Regions from separate parts of the Oryctolagus cuniculus genome. Here region 2 is linked to region 1. Evidence: chromatin contacts called from public Micro-C data. All regions are on one chromosome and are shown on one strand. The core of a region is the stretch at or near the end of the contact, and the rest is flanking DNA. Distances in the headings are between cores, read along the strand shown. Region 1 has its middle 280 kb from the start of RPS6KA3. Region 2 overlaps SMPX (small muscle protein X-linked).

What was found. A called contact is a pair of places that touch in the nucleus more often than the background predicts.
Region 2: a contact with region 1 is called in a Micro-C map of ear pinna, with 13 times the contacts expected there. The contact joins two enhancer-like sites. A contact is called at or near these places in 2 of 6 Hi-C or Micro-C datasets (ear pinna and an unstated tissue).

Annotation. Positions count from the first base shown.
Region 1 is chrX:6,597,983-6,602,887 of mOryCun1.1, reverse strand. No RefSeq gene overlaps it. Among named protein-coding and RNA genes, the nearest start is that of RPS6KA3, 280 kb to the right of the region's middle. Within about 2 kb of position 2,892, at least 1 of the 8 cell types and tissues checked has an H3K27ac peak or open chromatin away from gene starts, as enhancers often do.
Region 2 is chrX:7,767,953-7,772,857 of mOryCun1.1, reverse strand. All of the region lies in intron 4 of SMPX (small muscle protein X-linked), which reads left to right. Among named protein-coding and RNA genes, the nearest start is that of SMPX, 37 kb to the left of the region's middle. Within about 2 kb of position 2,072, at least 1 of the 8 cell types and tissues checked has an H3K27ac peak or open chromatin away from gene starts, as enhancers often do.

The DNA of each region.
Region 1 (4,905 bases), core at 1,643-4,142:
AGACCATTTTATTACACAAAAGACAAAGAAAAGAAGCTAATGGGCAAGGAAGGCTGGTGTTGTCATGTAGGGAGAGATTTGGCTCACTCAGTAGGATAAAGTAAAATTTTAAGAGTCTTCAGACAAAATCAAACATGAATTCAATCCCAAGGCTATGTTCATTTCCATGTATATTACCTATGCCTGCACACAGCTTCTCCAAACCTAATATTCTACAGCAGACCTAACAAAATGCTCTCAAGTTGGCTAAGTGTTCTCACTTCTATTTTAGGCTTTCAATCCCAATTGTTAACAACTCCATTAAATAGAAAACTTCCTTTCAGAGCTCCATGGAAATGTGTTACATAAATGCTGCATATTTCCCCTCTTACTTCTTCCCCAGCATTTCTCCAGCTTCTAAAAATAAGGCCTCAGATGCTGGCGTGGTTCACTGGGCTAGCTCCCACTTGCACACCTATCATGTTCACAGCCCAACTGGGGCGCTTTCACTGGCATTTCTTTTTTTGTGTCTCCATTTCTCCTTGCTCACATAGCGTGTGAGTGTGTGTGTATGTGTGTATGTGTGTGTGTGTTTAAATGAAGCTAAATGCTCCTGAAGAACTTGTTCTGCCACAGAAATGGAAATAAATACTACAGACCATCATTTTCTTTTCTGATTTCCATAGCAGCCCCAGAAGACAGCTTTAGTGGCAATGTGAGAGCTCTGCTGTGTACATTTTAGGGGGTGCATAAGAACAATGACTGGAAAGCTAAGGCTCACTGTGCAAGGCACTTGACATGCAGAAGTGCATCCAGTTATTACAGCAGCCTGAAGTCCAGGTAGCATTCCACTCCTCCTTTTTTTAGATGTGTACATAGAGACCTGGAGGAGTTACAGAACTTGCGGCATGGTCATAAAGCTGCTAAACGACAGTGCCCAGTTTCAGGCCTACCTCTGTGTGGCTCCGTAACTCGTGTCTTGTATATCAGTTTGGAAGTAGAAGCCTCATCCTGGGATCCCAGGTGGGGTTCTCCCTGAAGTAATCCATGAAACTGAGTTAGAGTAGTCAGCACCCTGAGTATACCAGTACAAGTAATGGTTCTGGAAAAGGAGGAAAGTGTGCCTCACAGTTAAGCCACCCTGTTTGCAAGCAACTGCCATCATCCTCCACCTACCCCCATGCCAGTCACTGATTGAGAGCTGCTTTGTTGGGGGTAGGGAATTAAGTGTGGTCCTCAGAGCTTTCCCTGAGCACAGAGCACGCTCCCTCGGCAGAAAAAGACCTCAGGCAGGGAGTCACAGATGTTCACAGAAAGCAGCCTGCAGCGTGTTGGGCGGGGGGAGCTGTAGATAGACAGGGCACAGAGCACATCTTAGCGTATGGCTGAGAACTGGAAAAGGAGGAGAGAAATTCCCGATGCCTGGGCACACATGTCCAGGTAACCTGCATCATACGCCATCCCCTGGGCCCAGCTTTGCGATTGCGATTGCGATTGGCTTTCATGATCTGCTTTTCTCTCAGTAATTCTCTCCTTTCTGGCTCCAGCTGAGGACTGTAAACTGTGAAGGAGACACAAGTGGGGCTGCTCCCATCACACACGATGCAAACCCGCCTCATTCTGCTGCCACTGCCCCGAGCACTCCCCACTCCCACAGGAGCGTTCTCATGCTGTCACTTGAAGACCACGAGCAGCTCGCTTTCCAAGACAGGATTGTATCTCTGAAAAGCCCTCCTTAAATTTCCTCATTCAAAATTTTGCAAATCTGTGGTTCCTAAGTTAGTAAATAGATAACCAGAGAAGAGAAAAAGCATGCAGTTTTTGGGGTTAAAGAACTCTTTAGACAATCATAGTGGTTGGACATTTGAAACAGTACTGAAGAGATCCTACATAATGACAGCTCTATGCCATCCAGTTTGCACACTCTTTCTCACTATGACCCTACAAGATTCTTGCAGTTTAAGAATCAAAAGCCAAAATAGTTAGGTAACTTGTCTGAGGCCACGCAGGAAAAAAAAAAGTTCAAACCTAAGCCTGGCTTTTGTTCATTTTGCTTTTGTTTTTGATCATGCCACAGTATCTGTTTAACATTCCATGGAGAGAATCTCTCTGGGGCGCATTGCCATAAAAACATTAAAGAAATCATTGCTAAATAATGGGCTGTTTGCACAAATATGAAATATAACGTGCCTCCGAGCTGTCTGAAATATATAGGATCCTGCAAAAGGGAGGATTTATTACATGATGCTGTATTTTCCATCAGTCAAATGAATAATGTCGTCCACATTTTTTTCTTGAGAGAAGGATAACGTGTTAGAAAGGAAGGAAATTCCCACTTCAGCTAATCCCCAGCTTGCAGCCCAGAGGAGTTAAGTAAGGTACCCAGGGACACTCAGCAGTCAGTCAGGATTCGTCCTCGGGTCCCCCCTGGGCAGATGTCAGCTTTGTCTGCTCTCCCCACACTGGGGCAGGTCTTTTCATTCCAACTGCCCCTCGGGTAAGTGCCGATGGCCCGTCTTTAGCACTAATGCCAGTTTCCATCAGTTCCACTGCCCCACGTTCCTATCTCAGAGATGTTTTTCTCACAGGCACTCAGGGTGGTGATATAATAACAGTTTTGTAATGTCTTTTCTCCGAAAGACAGAACAAGCCCAAGAGCCAAGCTTCTGCTCCATGGTTATATAATACTTGTCTGCGATTGCAAATCACTTGCAGAAGGACATGGCCCGGGGGAGGAGGGGGTGGGTGTGAAGCTTTTGTGATTTCGGGAGGAACGTGAGGCGATTTGTCATCTTAGAGAGGTTGCAGCCTCGCTCTCGGCGCCTCGCGCCATCACACTTGTTTTGATTCTCTTGAAAACTTGCCGTTTTGAGGCCGACCTTGAATGAGGGTAGAACACAATGGTAGCAGACAGCCCTGTTTTTCTCTTCTCTCTTCTACCCAAGTAAGAGAACAGGCTAATAATAAATCAAAGTTCTAGAACTTGAATTTGAACTGAAAATACCTCCGTATAAAACCTGTGTCTTGCATCCTGCGTCTCGGAGGGGAAGGGACCAGCCAGAGCAGGCACCTGGGGCATTTTCTGTGAACGCGCGCCCTCTCGTGGGCAGTTCCGGTAACGGCTGGCTCTTGGGAGAAGTAAACAAAATTACCATACCAAAAAGAATTTTTTATTGGGGAGAAGATCTATGGAGAACTCGTTCATGTTCAACTTTATAGTCTTAAGTTGGCGGTTGTCGAAGACCCAGTGACAGCTGTGTTAGCTCTTGTGGAGACCGCGCCAGGGAAATTCTCTCTCAATACCTGGTTGCTGGGCATATTTATAGAGCAGTGAAAATATAGGCACTGCGGAGGGGCGGTGGGGTAGAGATTGTGGCTATTTTTATTAAGCTCTTGCCAAAATGTTCACAAGTAGTGAGCACAAGTGAGACGAAGAGAATTCCAGAGCAAATTGAGATCTTTGCAAGCTATGCCTTCAGTGACAAATCCGCCATCGTTAAGTCTTTTTCTACTTTTCTGTCTCCTTAGTGAAAGCCCTGCCATCTGCTGCCTGTCTTTTCTTAAGCATTTCCATGGAAAGGGCAGAGAGAGAAAAGCAGCTCCTTTATTAAGCATTCCACTCAGCAATATTCCATCCCCTGGTTCCTGCTCACATTAGATAAAGGATGCATTCCAATGATCTATGGTCAGCTGCTGGTGGCCACAGCATTTTCTCATAATTCCTTTCCCTGCTTTTCCTATTTCACAGTCCCCTATGCACACACACACACACACACACACACACACAGCTCTCTAATTCAGACCACCTCAAGCGCCTCCATTATTCACCCAGATCATTTCTGAGCTGGCTGTGCACAGGCACCCATGTCTATTTCCTTAGCAATGCTGGGGTTGACATCTTAGAGCAGGAGCAACCCAGAAGCCCATCAGCTGGCCGAGTCTCGCCCTCCCGGGGACCGTGCACAGGGTTTGCAGTTCCCTCTCAGGAACCGAGCCTACATTATATAAGGCAGCCGTGAGGCCAGCTGTAAGGCACGCATACATTTAGTGCCAGCCAGCGAGTGCGCAGGTATAGCGCGGGAGTCCTGCTCGCTGCATTTGTGTATTAAGAAATCGAAATACTTCGTAGAACTCTTGTTGCCCCACGGGAAAGCAGAAACACGCCTTGCGTCTTTGAAATTCCTCCAACTATTAAAGCTAGCGGTGTCCTGGGGCTGGCTTGAGCTGCCTCCTTGCACTACACAGCAGCCTTGGCCACAGGACGGTAACCCACATTCGTCCTTCCGGCCTCTTGGATTATAGCTTTCTCACTTGGCTGCACCGTGGGGAAGAAAAGAGGGCAACGCGAGAAATTGGATTCAGCTGCGCTAACCTAACTGCTCGCTGCTCAGGTTCCGGACTTCGCATGGGGAGGTCTAAATCTCAGATGGAGCTTTGGTTGGAGCAATGAGTGGGAAACTAAGACCTCTCTCCATCTGGAAAGAAATCGTCTTAAGAAAAAAAAAAAAAAAAACCAGACTGGACTCTCAATCATTGTTCATCCTCGTGACTCGGGGTGATGCTAAGTAGGTCGTTGCACTGTCAGTTCTGCTACACGTTCAACCGCTGCTCATTCGGCTTTGGGCGATTAGAAGCAATGGCTGAGCAATGCTTTTAAAGTGCAAATTGTTTTTCCTACCCAGACATCACATGCTTCTGTTTAATATGCAAGAAGACGTCTCCTGCTTTCTGAGATAAAATCTTTGTTGTATGCAGGCTGCTTGTTATATGGTTAGGCTAGCTTTGCACTGGACAAAGGAAATAAGGAGAATTTCAAGAGAGAAGTGAAAAGCGGAGGTGAAATAGAGAGGGTGGAGAGAGGAAAGAAGAGAAAAGAGAAGAAGCCTAGGCAGAGTGAGAATATTAGAGCAGATCCCAATCTCACAG
Region 2 (4,905 bases), core at 823-3,322, 1.2 Mb before region 1:
ACTCTTGAGGGTGAACGCAAGGAGTCTTTGAGTCGATTGTGGCAGGTGCTTTAAGGGCCTCTTGGTAGCAAACACACAGAAGCAACTTGGATGGTTTCTATGAAAACAGAGGATTGGTGACCGAGCTTCTAAGGGTGTAGACTTGAGAGCGATGGAGAACACCTGCAGCCAGCTTGGTGCTAGGCGGAGGTGACTCAGGACCCAAATCTCCTTGTCTACCAATGGGTAACTATTCATGGGCCAAATCACAGTTATGAGTGGTCGTTGCCCTGCTCCTAGCATAATGAAACTCATGACTGTATTTCAGTGGTTCTCAGTGCCAGGATGAATCTTGCCCCTCCCCCCCAAGGAGGTGCTTGGCAATGTTTAGGTTGTTACAAGTGGAGGCAGGGGTGGGCTGCATCTCTCAGGGAGAGCCCAAGGATTCTGTTTGATGTTCCATAAAGCCCAGGACTGCCCCAACATCAAAGAATGATCCAGCCCTGTGTCAGTACTGCTGAAAGTGAGTAATCTTGCTTTATCTGCTTGAAAGGTTGATGGGAGGTCCAGCTTGCTGCGAGCTTTCCTTTCCAAGCAATGCATGGCATTTTATAGAAATGAAAACATTATGAAAAAAAGAATATAGCGATTAATTGTCCAAGATTTGTAACTTCCTCACAGTAACTGTAGACTTAGGAATGAGGCACTTTTTTTTTTTTTTGACAGGCAGAGTGGACAGTGAGAGAGAGACAGAGAGAGAGGTCTTCCTTTGCCGTTGGTTCACCCTCCAATGGCCGCTGCGGCCGGCATGCTGTGGCCGGGGCACCGCGCTGATCTGATGGCAGGAGCCAGGTGCTTCTCCTGGTCTCCCATGGGGTGTGGGGCCCAAGCACTTGGGCCATCCTCCACTGCACTCCCAGGCCACAGCAGAGAGCTGGCCTGGAAGAGGGGCAACCGGGACAGAATCCAGCGCCCTGACCGGGACTAGAACCTGGGGTGCCGGCGCCACAAGGCGGAGGATTAGCCTAGTGAGCCATGGCGCCGGCCTAGGAATGAGGCACTCTTAAGTGATTCTCTTGTCAGTTGGTAAATTAGACATAGTTACAGTATATGATATATATAGATCACCCCTGAGTTATGCTATTAGGCCTCAAGCCCAACAACTTTTGGCAGGTTAATTTTTCATCTCAAGTGTGTCAGGAAGTAATAGGTTATTTCAGCAGATCAGCAGGTCTTTTGAAATATTAATGTTGAGCATTAGCAATAATTAGCACCGATGTCAATATCATTCTATTGTCATTAGCATTACCATTTTTTATATGCTTGTGTTATGCCTGACACAGCATCTTGTGTTTCTCATACATTATTCCATTCATTCCTTGTGCTGACTGCATGGGGTCCATACTCCAGTGTGCATTTTGTTTAAGGGGGACTAAAGGCTAGAAGAGTTTACGTAATTTGGCCAAGGTTGCCCAGCTCGCTTCGCAGAGGTGAGGCACAACCCATCATCTGCCATACTCGATAGCCAGTCCTTTTAATCACCATCACCCACTGCATTCTTTAAAAATGTCCTCTCAGTTGTAGTCTTTGAAAATATTTCACTGTGTTGGGTCAGACTAGAGCAAGCAAAGGCTAAAAGGATGCAGAGACTGTTACCTCGACAAAGAGGCACACTGAACCACAACTCTGACATGGTTTTCTTGTTCCTCTGTTCATTCAATTGTTCACTCTTCATCCGTTCGTTAAGCCAGCCAACATTTATTAGGCATAGAGGATGCTCGTGGTGCTGAGTGCACCAGGCACTGGAAAATCAAACATGAGTCACACAGAGGCGTTTACCCTGATTTAGTTTAATGAGCAAAATATTGCATGGAAACATAAATAATTTACTTTTTAGGGGCCTGGGGAAAAGGGAAAGGCTAATGCTCATAAATACCTGAGAAAGAATGAGAGAAAGAGATGGAAAGAAAGGCGAGGAAAGGAAGCGGGGGGCGGGGGGGCAGGGAGCGGGGCAGTGCTGGAGACAGCAGGGCCTGTGCCTGGTGCTGGCAAACCTGCTGCAGAGAAACGCCAAGCCTCTGCAGAGCCACCTTTGCTGCCCTGCCCGGATGAGCAAGGGCTTGTCAGCCGTCTCCTAGCCATGACGCCTTTTCTCTCATTCCCTCTCACGCTGTGTGCCGCCCACGCGGAAAACTGGGGAAGTGAATTCCAGGCTGTCTAATCAGGCTTGGCTGCATCGTGACAACGCTGCTCGTTTTAACTCCCCGCACGTGCTGTGGCATTTGAGAAGGAATCACGAGGAGCAAATCAAGACTTGCAAATTCAACTCATAGTCTCTTGTCATGCTCCCTGCCTGCGAACAGATCATTCCACACCCTCGGTTTAGGGCTTTATGCAGATGGCAAGGGGTGGCTGGTGTATTCCCAAGCAGGGTCAGTGAATTGGCTTCTCACCAAGGGAAATTTCTATTAAGCCGTCGACAGATTGGAGTCTCTTTCGTCTAGGCAGGTGGCACAAAGGCTGCTCAGAATACTTCATCTTGACTGCTGGAAAAACCACAGAAAGCAAGCATGTCCTATCGCCAGAAAGTCATTGGATGCCTTCTGTAGGAAGGACAGTGGCACTTCCTGCCACCCCAGAAGACGTGTCCTGACACAGAGGGTGCAATTGGATCCTGAACGAGTTGACATGTATCACTTAACCCATACTACCCCCTCAGTCTTGTCTGATGCCCAGTTTTGGATACAAAATGGCTGTCCTTTAGTTCCAGAGCCAACAATCCACTCCTGAAAAGTTACCAAGCAGCCTTATTAGATCCTGAGTATTCAAGCATCCATTTTCAGACTCAATTAATTTTCATTTCCTAATCGTTTTGTACATGGCCTGGTAGGAATTTATCTTGGCTGAATTAACCTTTTTCTTTATAATACAAATCAGTGGGCATGAACTGGATTTGGATGGGGAGGATTAGAGCCCTGGAACCAATCTGTTCATTTATTAAGTGAACATCTTTGCACCTACTGTGCCAGGTACTGCTACATTAGAAGGAGGAAATACAAGACAGTGTCCCACAAGGAAATCCCAGACAAGCTGGGTGAGGACACGATAGGCGATTGTTAGCAAAGAACCACGGCAGCAGGTATGAGACAAGGCACTGTCTTTGAATATAGATGACAAAGGAAGAGTCTGGACAGGATGTTGGGAAAGAGGTATTCTACTGGAAAATACGTTGAAGAGAAGTGGTTCAGGCACAGTTGCATATTCTGGCTTATGCTAATTTCCAAGGTCTTCGAATCTGCATGATCACTCTGCCTCTATTTCTTTATCTGAAAAAGGAGAAACATAGCTCAAGGCGGGTGATTCTGCCTTCCACCCTAAGGAACATTTAGTACTGTTTAAAGACATCTGTGGTCGTCACACCTCGGGGTGTGCACCGTTGTCACCTAGGGGCTAGGGCCAGGGATAGTGCTGAATATCCTACAGTGTCCAGAAGAGTCCCCACAGCAAATGCCTCTAGTACTGAAATGGGGAAACACTGAATTTCAGCACGTAGAAAGTCCTCAGCACTGTGGCAGCTGTTGCTGTTATTAACTACAGAATATTTCCATCAGAAAGAGCCTAATTTAAGGATCCTCATCTATTAGCGACAGAAACTGAGTCCCAAGAGCAACTGAATCAAGGTCAGTGCCAGTCTGAAATCGCTGTCTCCTATTTCCCAGTTTACTGCTCCCACTTTCCAGGCAAGGCCAGCAGTTTTCAGGTAGAGCTACTGACAGTTGAGAAGGGTCTGGGGCCTGAGTTCTGCAGCAAAGAGTGGGGTGATCACAGCAGAGTTGGCCATGGCTGTGCAAGGTGCTAAGTGGCTGGGACAGGTTTCCTGCAGCACATGTGCCCACCTGGCAGCACACGATGGATGCTAGATGTGCTGGGAAGAGTGGAACACACTGGGTCTCCACTTCCAGCTAAGTCATGTAGCAACTCTGTGACCTTGGGCAACTTCCTGAGCACTCTGAGCCACATCTATTAATAGGGATAATAATGCCAACCTTGACAGGGCACCCTAAAAACAGTGAGGTGACTCAGACGGGGCACCTGGCCCCAGCTGGCATCCAGAAAGTGCCCATTCCCTTCGCTGGCCCCACAGTCTGCCCATGCCTTCTGCCCTCTGCCCCTTGCTTCCAAGGCCAGGAGCTAGTTGGCCAATTTTTAAATAAAATCTTCTCGAAGGAATAACTGTGTATCTCCCTAAGGAAACTGGGAAAAGCTCATCGAAAATTCCAATCCACTAATTATCTGTGACTAATAGATGAGCTCAGTGAAGCTCCCGGGAGGATCACTTTCTCAATCCTCTCCATCTTAGAGCCTTCAAGCTGGAGCCAGTTCCTTTGGTGAGTTCTAAACTTGCAAGTGTCCTCTTTCTCCTGGAGGAGGCACTGCAGTTCCAGTTTTCAAAACCTGCAACGGCTCCCGTTTCCAAAGCCCTCATCTCAAGACGGCAAAATTATCACCATTTCACCGGAGTGCTTTCATTTTGCTCTGGAGACTTCAAGTTATTTCCCTCTTCTCCCTCCGACCCCTAGTTTTTAACTGGCCAATATGCCTGGTTCATAATTTCTGATTTTTCTCTTAAGAAGCACTTGGAGAGTCCAGCTGCTACTTCCCTACTATCAAGGAAAAGTCAAACAATAGACTTCATATACCATTTTCTGGGCATTTTCAATGGGCTTGATGACCACAAAAAAGCAACTTGTCTTTTTATCACTCTCTCATATGAGAGGACTCCAAAAAGATGGTGCACAATGGAATTAAAAGATGTTTATTTTGGTGCAGAATAACTTCAAAATCCATGCATAGTTTTTTTTATAATATGCATTTCCATGAACTTTTTGAACACTCCTCATACATAGACCATGTACTATTGGAGTC